2 separate regions of the Sus scrofa genome follow, and region 2 is linked to region 1. A link is a contact called in public Hi-C data. All regions are on one chromosome and are shown on one strand. The core of a region is the stretch at or near the end of the contact, and the rest is flanking DNA. Distances in the headings are between cores, read along the strand shown.

Region 1 (3,945 bases), core at 619-3,118:
AACAAAGACCAGACACTCAGACCCAAATGCAAGACGGGGACCCTGGGGATTGGAGTTGTCAGAGGTTTGGCAAGGAGGTGGGGCCATGAGAGGCAAGGAGTGTTTGGCTTAGTGCAGAAGAATGAGGAGGGCATTCTTGACAGGCGAGCAATGTGGTCAAAAGCAGAGGTCCAACATGGGAACACAACTTGGAAGGGTCTGCACAAAGGAGGTGCTTGAGGCCTGTGCCAACATCTGCTACCCAAGAGATTTAGTAAATCATTCAAACCCCTCATGTGTGAAAATAGAACTACTCGCTGTCTATCCACTTCCCAAGACAGGCGTGAAAGCTCAAATAATGCAGCAGGTGTGAGTGGACCTGGAATTCACAGATCTATACACAATGCTGTACTTGATTTAAAAAGACTTATGAGGGTTTCTTGATGGCACAGAGGATTAAGGATCCCGCCTTGCCACTGCTGTGGCTCAGTTTGCTGCTGTGGCTCGGGTTAGATTCCTGGCCAGGAAACTTCCACATGCCCGACACAGCCAAAAAACACCAAACAAACAAACAAATCTTATGTTCAGGTCCTGGCTCTGTCACTGTATGATCTTGGGTAGGTCCCTGCCACTCTCTGAGTCTGTTCACTTGTCAGCAAACTGAGGATGGTAATTCCTTCCTCATACTATTATTGCATTTAGGACTACAGGAGAAAATGTAAATAAAAGTAGCATAGTGATCCACAAAGAGCTCTACAGCTGCTGATTATCATTGCTGCTCTCAACAGTGGCCTCTTTGAAGGAAGGCCTCCCCGCTCCTCTCTGTTCTTCTGGCACCTTAAACACAGAACAGGTGCTCCTACCACGTCCACAAAGTCGTCTAATTAATTGAGTTGTACAGTCACGCGGGAGCAGGAAGCCAGCACTTCCGCGCGTGGAGGGACTTGCGATGCGTGGCAGATCCCTCCGCCTCCATCTTCGCAAGCCCCTCCCCTCGCCAGTCGCAGCGGTTTAGAATCTCTCAAAACCGGTCTACTCAGGTCCTCCAGAGGAGGGCTTCTTTAGGAAGACCTGCGGGGACACTTTCAGAGGATCATTCCTCAAGTCCCTGCAACAGCTCCAAGATATGGAGTTACCCAGGTCAGGATTAGTTCACCAGAGAGGACACACCTGTGGTGTTTCCCCAGCGCAGCGCTCTACCCAAGCTTGTGCAGACACTCCTGGGGCGGGCCGTCCAGTCTCCAGAACTCAGCTTTTATAACAGGGGGGATCCGCAGAGAGCTTGCGGCGACGCGGAAAGGGGGCTTCCCGAGAAACGCCAGCCCGGCTGTGTGCCATTGTGCAAGTCACTTCCCACTCCGGCCCTCAGTTTCCTCCTCTGTAGAATTGTCTCTGAGCCCCTCTGGGCCGTCCCCGGCTGCAGGAATGAGACTCGAAGGAGTGTTTGTGTCGCTCCATCCCGTGCCCCTCATGCCCGGTCTGCTCGAGGCGGGGTTGCGGGCCGAGCTCCCAGGCGGGCGGCTGCCACGCCCTCTCCGCCAGCCGTGCCGCGCTCCAGGCCCGCGGGCCGACTTTCCGAACCTCCAGCGCGGGAGCCCGGCAGTCTTCTCGGCCCACGCGGCGCCTGGGCCGTCTAGTGTGTGACTTCACCAGCGCTCGGGGCCCAACAGGGCACCGAGAGCCCGAGTCGCCGCCCACCCCCACCGCAGTCGGCAGGTGCCAGGACTCAACCCCCTCCAGCCGCGTGGCGGCCGCGGGCCTGAAGGGGTTAAGGCCGCGGGCCTGGGTGCCGGCCCCAGGCTTCGGGAGCGGCGGTGCCCCGCGGCCGGCGACCAAGCCCGGGAGGCGCGGGGTAAGGCGGCAGGCGGCTTGCGCTTCCTCCTCCTCCTCCTTCCGCCTCCTCCTTTGTAGCGAGTTCCCGGCCCCTCTTCCTCCCCCCGCCCCCCAGCCCGGGCCCTCTCCCTCGCTCCCTTTCTTCCTGCCTCGCCTTCCTGCGGCGAAGGAGGCTCATCTATTATAAATGCACATTCGGGGCTGACATCAGCGAGGAGCGGCGGGCGAGCGCCGACGAGCGGTCCCTGCGCGCTGCCCGCCCGGAGCGCGGCCCCCAGGCTCTGCTGAGCCTCCCGCGGGGCGCGGGGAGCGCGCCGAGCCGCGCAGGACCCCCTTCCCGCCTCCGCCTGGGGCCCCCTGCGGACCCCGGCCGCCGCCCCTGCACGCCGCGCTCCCGCACCGCCCCGGAGTTTCTGCATGACTGTCACAAAGGTAAGCAAGCGTCCTTCGCCCGCCGCGCCCGGGACCCGCTGGCGCTTGCAGCCCCCTGCCTGGGCTGCGGGGGGCGCGGGGGTGTGGGCGTGGGGAGGGGGCACTGGTGTCGGGAAGGTGCGGCGTGCGCCTCTCTTGCTCCCCCCAGTCGCTCGAGTCGCTCTGGCCCCCGAGGACTGCGTAGGGAAGGGGGAGGATGCCGCTTTCGCAGGGACTAGTGTTTAGGCAGGATCCCTTGCACCGACTCAACCGAGACTCACCAGGGCTGCATTTTTAACCCTTGTTTAGGATGCTGCATTTTTAACCCCTGGAGAGCAGTATGGGGCAGCTCCGTGGTGTTCTCTGTTGGAGCGCGCCGCAGGGAGCGTCGCTGGCAGTGACATGCGGTGTGTAGTGGGTGTGGGAATGGGCTTGCCTCCCAGAGAGGGCCAGCGGAGGTGAAAGCCCACCTGCCGGGCTCTGCCGCCCATCCCAGGAACTCTGGCACCACTCCAAAGGCAGTCTGTGGAGTAGGCGCTCCCCAGTCCTGGGAGTTGCTTCTGCAGTGATAGGAACCTTTCTGCAGTGCCCGGCTTCAAGATCTGGGGAGGCACTGTGGCAGGGAAGGGAGCGGCACACATTCTGGCAGCTCCCATATTGGAGGAGAGTTCTTGGACCTCATCAGAGAGGCCCAGGTTTACCCCAGAGACTTCGGGAGGCTCCTCACTGTGGGGAAAAAGAGTCAAGTGGAAAGCAGATCTGGATATTGCAAAGAGCCCAGGGTTTAGGAGACTGAGTTCACTTCCCAGCACTACCCCAAATCCCCTGGGTGACCTTGGCTGGGGGGGCCTCTGCTCTGGATTTCAGTTTCCTCCTGTGGAATGTGACGATAGATAAGGATGATAAAATGGACACTGGGGGTGGTGATGGGCAGTTGAAAAACCAATAAGATCAAGGGTGAGAACCCACAGTTTTCTGAGAACTCTGACAGGATAAGGAGCTCACAGCCTGGCCTTGGCCTTGGGTTTGGTGAGCCATGTTCTGAAGGCCAGACTCCACCAGCTGCTCTGCTGTCTCTCAGAATTGGAGAGCTGGAGGCCAAAGTGGGAAGGGCAGCTTGTTTGTGGTCAGAGCAGTGGGCCAGATGGTGGGTCAGCCATGGTAGTGTTGGGAGGGGTGGTTCTGGCTCCATCTGATAAACCAGGGGCTACCTCTGCCCGCATGAGATCTGCCATAAGACAGCATGTTCATTCAGGGTCTTTGGGCTCAATTCCAAAAGAGGGTCTTGGAATCATTGCAGAAAGGTGAACTTGGGGGCTGGGGGGCGGGGGCTACCTTAGCTGGGGCTACTATTGGCAGGGCTGCTATGACCCACAGGGAGCAGGATGCTTAGTGTTTTAAACTGATACAAAATGCTGTTTGGCTGGGAAGGATTACTGTCATTAAGGTTATTAATATCAAAGACGTAAGCCGGGCAGAGCAGAAGAGTAATGGATGGATCTGGATGAAAGAGAAAGGATGTGAAATTTGTAATAATAGAACTGAGATTTGACTCCATGCCTTCCTCTGCCTCTTCATATACATGAGCTCAGGCAGCCTTCCTTCCCAGGAGGCCTGCAAGGAAGGTGTGTTCAGGCCGCTCTAACTGAGAAAGAAGCTGAGGCTCAGAGAGGTAAAGTAACTTGCCTGAGGTCACACAGTAAGTAGCAGAGCTGAGGTTTG
Region 2 (3,945 bases), core at 1,009-3,508, 74 kb after region 1:
TGGTATTTCCTTTTGTTTTCTTCCCCTTGGAAATTTCACGTGAAGAAATTTCTATCCTGAGATGAGGCGGAGACTCAAGTCGTATCAGGAGGTTTGGCAGGAAGGGGAGGGCATGGATAATGGCAAAGTTGGGCTAGAAGCATGTTCACTTCACAAAGCATTTATGGAGCTCCTGCTGTATGCCAGGTCCCTGGCTGGGGACTCGTGGGTGCTCATTGAACTTGGATGCATGTCTGTCAGAAGAGCACCTACTTGGGCTCCATCTGCCGTGGCACCTATTCATAGGGCTTCCCATAGGAGGTGCCATCCTACAGTAAAGCTGGACTCCCTGGTGGGCTGCCCATCCTGTCCTCCACCACCCACTCGTGCACATCTGTGTTCTCCATGGTGTATGCAGTCAGGCCCAGTTGGTCAGTAATTGGACCCTGTATCACGGATGATGGGGGGGAGGATGCCATTATATTCTCTAGGACAGGGGCTCACAAACGTCAGTGAGCTTCTCTCCCACTGGGGTGGGGAAGCTGGACTAAAATGCCTATTTCTGGGCCCCATTCTCAAAATAATTGGATTCAGTAGGTCTGGACTGGGACCCAGGAATCAGCATTTCTAACAAATGATGTGAGCAGCTCAGAAACCTCCCCCACCGTGGGTGATTTTGATACAGGTGATCTGTGAGACACACATTGAGAAACCTTGCTCCAAAGGCAGAGGAAAGACTCTGATTTCCAGTCAGGAGGCTTGTGTTCCTGGCCCTACTCATTAGCTGTGTGGCCTTGAACAGGTCACTTAACCTCTCTGGGTCTGGTGATGATGATGATGATGATGATGATGATGATGTATAGAACTAAGAGATTTCTGAGGATGCACTTGTGGATTAGAAGCCTTCGAGAGACTCAGAGGAGGGTATGCTAGTGGGTGGTCGTGTTGCACATAGAGGGGGCCATCTTCCTCCCGGACCCCTCATTGTCAGAAGTGTTCTCTCTCTGGGTGAGCACCCTGCCTCCTCTGTCTGCACCTCCCATACTAAATCAAGCAAAGTTTCTGACATGCAAGAGGCAGCCCAGACATGTTGTTGGGTAGATGGTCTGCTCTGTCACATGGCCCGTCCCTTGGGAGTGAGAGGACCCGCCATCCTTTCTGCAAGGTATTTTACTGAAAGCAGGACACGAGTGAATGCCCTCATGCCACTTGCTGCTCTTTTGGGCTTTGCTGAAAGAGTGGTTCTTCCAGGCACTCAATTCTTGGAGGCCCCTTTCCCGCTTCCTACATGCTGCGGGTGGGCACTGGGCCTTGCTCACCCACCCCCTGCACCCCTGGAGACCAGCTTCCCTCCTGCGCGTGCTCAGCCCAGCCCTTCAGGAGGCAGTGGCCGGCCTGACCCTTGTCTCTCCTGGCCCCTCACAGATGTCCTGGCGTCCGCAGTACCGCAGCTCCAAGTTCCGGAACGTCTACGGCAAGGTGGCCAACCGGGAGCACTGCTTCGACGGCATCCCCATCACCAAGAATGTGCATGATAACCATTTTTGCGCCGTCAATGCCCGTTTCCTGGCCATCGTCACCGAGAGCGCAGGAGGTGGCTCCTTCCTCGTCATCCCTCTGGAGCAGGTAGGAGCCCCACAGCTCCCCAGCCCTCGCTGCAGCCCCAGGGTGGAGAGAAGCCCTGTTTGGTCACCGTTGGGCTTGTTGCCCCTATTTCTCTCTGCCTCTTTCTTTTTACTTTCTCATCATGTATCCAGTAGCTGTGCTTTCCCCAGGGTTTTCCTGGAAGTCACCAGAACAAGTACAGGCCAAGATCCAAGAGACCTGGTTCTATTCCCAGAGCTCCCCGAACTTGAACAGATCACTTGCTTTGGGGTACATGGGGTTCCCATGAACCCCGAGGGATCGCATCATCTGATCTCCAAAGTCAGATCCAGCTTTACAATTCCGTGTCCTGGATGTCCTTTTGGCTTGGAGCTGGAGGGGATAAAGAGCCAGCACAGGCACGCTAGGCATCTGCAAAAATGGCACACTTGTTAAAAAACAACTTTTTGAGCTCTCCATTGAGGGACTAGAAATAATTTACCTTCTCCATCATCCCCCCATCTCCCCTCTAAAAGCTTTCCTCCCCCTTCTGTGGCTGCCTTCGTGAATAGAGCAAATTAAATCTGCAGAGCCTAGATCATGAAATTTTGAAGCTCTGCCATTCAGGCAGAGTCCCTGGAGGCCCGTGGGAGGTCACACGCCTCAGGGAAAGTGCTCGCTGTCAGTCCCGCTTGTTTATGGCTGAGCTCTCCCTCCCCGGCCTGACTCATCTCCCCTCCCACCCTCCGAGGAACGCTCAGGGAGAGGAGGAGGTACACGCCAAAGGAGGCCTTGGTGCTCCAAACCCTCAGCGGGTGGTGGAGGGTGGATTTTTCCAGTCTCACGTACCCCACCATGGGGGAGCACACATTTAGGAAAGCTTTAGGTCAGATCCTCCCTTACACCGAAGGGGGCAGATGCAGTGACAGTGACTCAGAGCCTGATGCACAGAGAGGTCCAAGGAGCTGAGGACCTAGCGGCAGGAAGTCTAGGTTCTAGTGGGGCTCTGCCAATCACCAGGATTGTGACCCCAGACATGTCACTTAACCTCTCTGCACTTTATTTTCCTGTGATGGTAAATAGTTCCCTTCCACCTGCATCACAATGTTGGCATCGAGGCAGGTAATGGACAGAAAGCTCCTTGAGAACCACATAACATGTTAAAGATATTTGGGTACCTTTTGGGGAGTATCGTTAGCTCTACTTGTCGACTTGGCAAATGCCCTCAGCAGCTCTGTGTATTGGGAAGGATTCTGAAATGTAGCTTGCCTCCTCTCCTGGGCCAGATGGGCTCAGATATCTGTCCACTCAGGGAGCAGCTCAGCTCCAGCTACTGCAGGCCTGCAGGTCCCCAGCAACATGTGGGCTGGTTCTTCCTGGGGCTCCAGCCCATTGCCGGCACCCTGCCATATTCCTCTACATGGCTTTCAAAGGTCACCAGTCAATGCCTCACACCATCACAAAAATTAATTCCAGATGGACTGACTATCTAAACATTAAAAAATAAAAAGAAAAGCTGCAAATGTATTAGAGGAAAATAAGGTATTTTTAAAATGACACAAGAAGGAAAGGCTTCCTAAGCCAGATAAGAATCCATAAAACCATAAAGGAAATGATTAATAGATTAGAATAAATTTTTTAAAAGATAATTTTTGTACTTCAGTGAGACATGTAAGCAAAATTAAAAAGCAAGCTACATAATTGGGTAGAATATTTTCAATATATAACAGATGAAAGATGCATGTCCAGAATATACAAAGAGTTAAGAAAAACCAATAAGACAAAGGACCCAATAAAAAAAAGAAAAAGAACCCAATAGAAAATGGGCAAAGAATATGAATAAACAAGTCACAGAAAATAGTATATACCTTTTTTTTTTTTTTTTTTTTTTTTTTTTGTCTTTTTAGGGCCGTGCCTGTGGCATATGGAGGGTCCCAGGCTAGGGGTCTAATTGGAGCCACAGCTGCCAGCCTATGCCACAGCCACAGCAATGCCAGATCCAAGCCACATCTGCAACCTACACCACAGCTTACGGCAATGCTGTATCCTCAACCCACGGATCAAAGCCAGGGATGGAACCCGAAATTCCACGGTTCCTAGTCAGATTCATTTCTGCTGCACCACAGTGGGAACTCCACAAAATATATCTTTTACACTACTAAGTAGAAAAAGATTTAAAAGAGTCATAGTTGTTGGTATTGCCAAATGTGTGAGAGAGCAGGCACTCAAATATACTGTAAATGTGTTTGATGTATTTATTTATTTTTATATTGGTTTATTTTGCTTTATTTTATTTATTTATTTTTTTAGGGCTGCACCTATTGCACATGGAGGTTACCAGGCTAGGGGTTTAATCAGAGCTACAGCTGCCGGCCTTCACCA

Evidence for each region. Hi-C and Micro-C count contacts between places; a contact is called where the count stands out from the background.
Region 2: a Hi-C map of skeletal muscle shows a contact between it and region 1, with 2.7 times the contacts expected there. The contact joins the enhancer-like site here to the promoter of CORO2B in region 1. A contact is called at or near these places in 4 of 47 Hi-C or Micro-C datasets (brain, heart right ventricle, skeletal muscle and 1 more) and 1 of 2 datasets of contacts at active chromatin or transcription factors (skeletal muscle).

Annotation. Positions count from the first base shown.
Region 1 is chr1:166,464,002-166,467,946 of Sscrofa11.1, forward strand. It overlaps CORO2B (coronin-2B), which reads left to right and starts at 1,869. Exons shown (of 12, transcript XM_003121757.5): 1 at 1,869-2,244. The coding sequence starts at 2,230.
Region 2 is chr1:166,537,448-166,541,392 of Sscrofa11.1, forward strand. CORO2B (coronin-2B) reads left to right here. Exons shown (of 12, transcript XM_003121757.5): 2 at 1,405-1,605. Among named protein-coding and RNA genes, the nearest start is that of CORO2B, 74 kb to the left of the region's middle. Within about 2 kb of position 2,259, at least 18 of the 83 cell types and tissues checked have an H3K27ac peak or open chromatin away from gene starts, as enhancers often do. A contact at or near this core is called in brain and skeletal muscle, where this site is marked.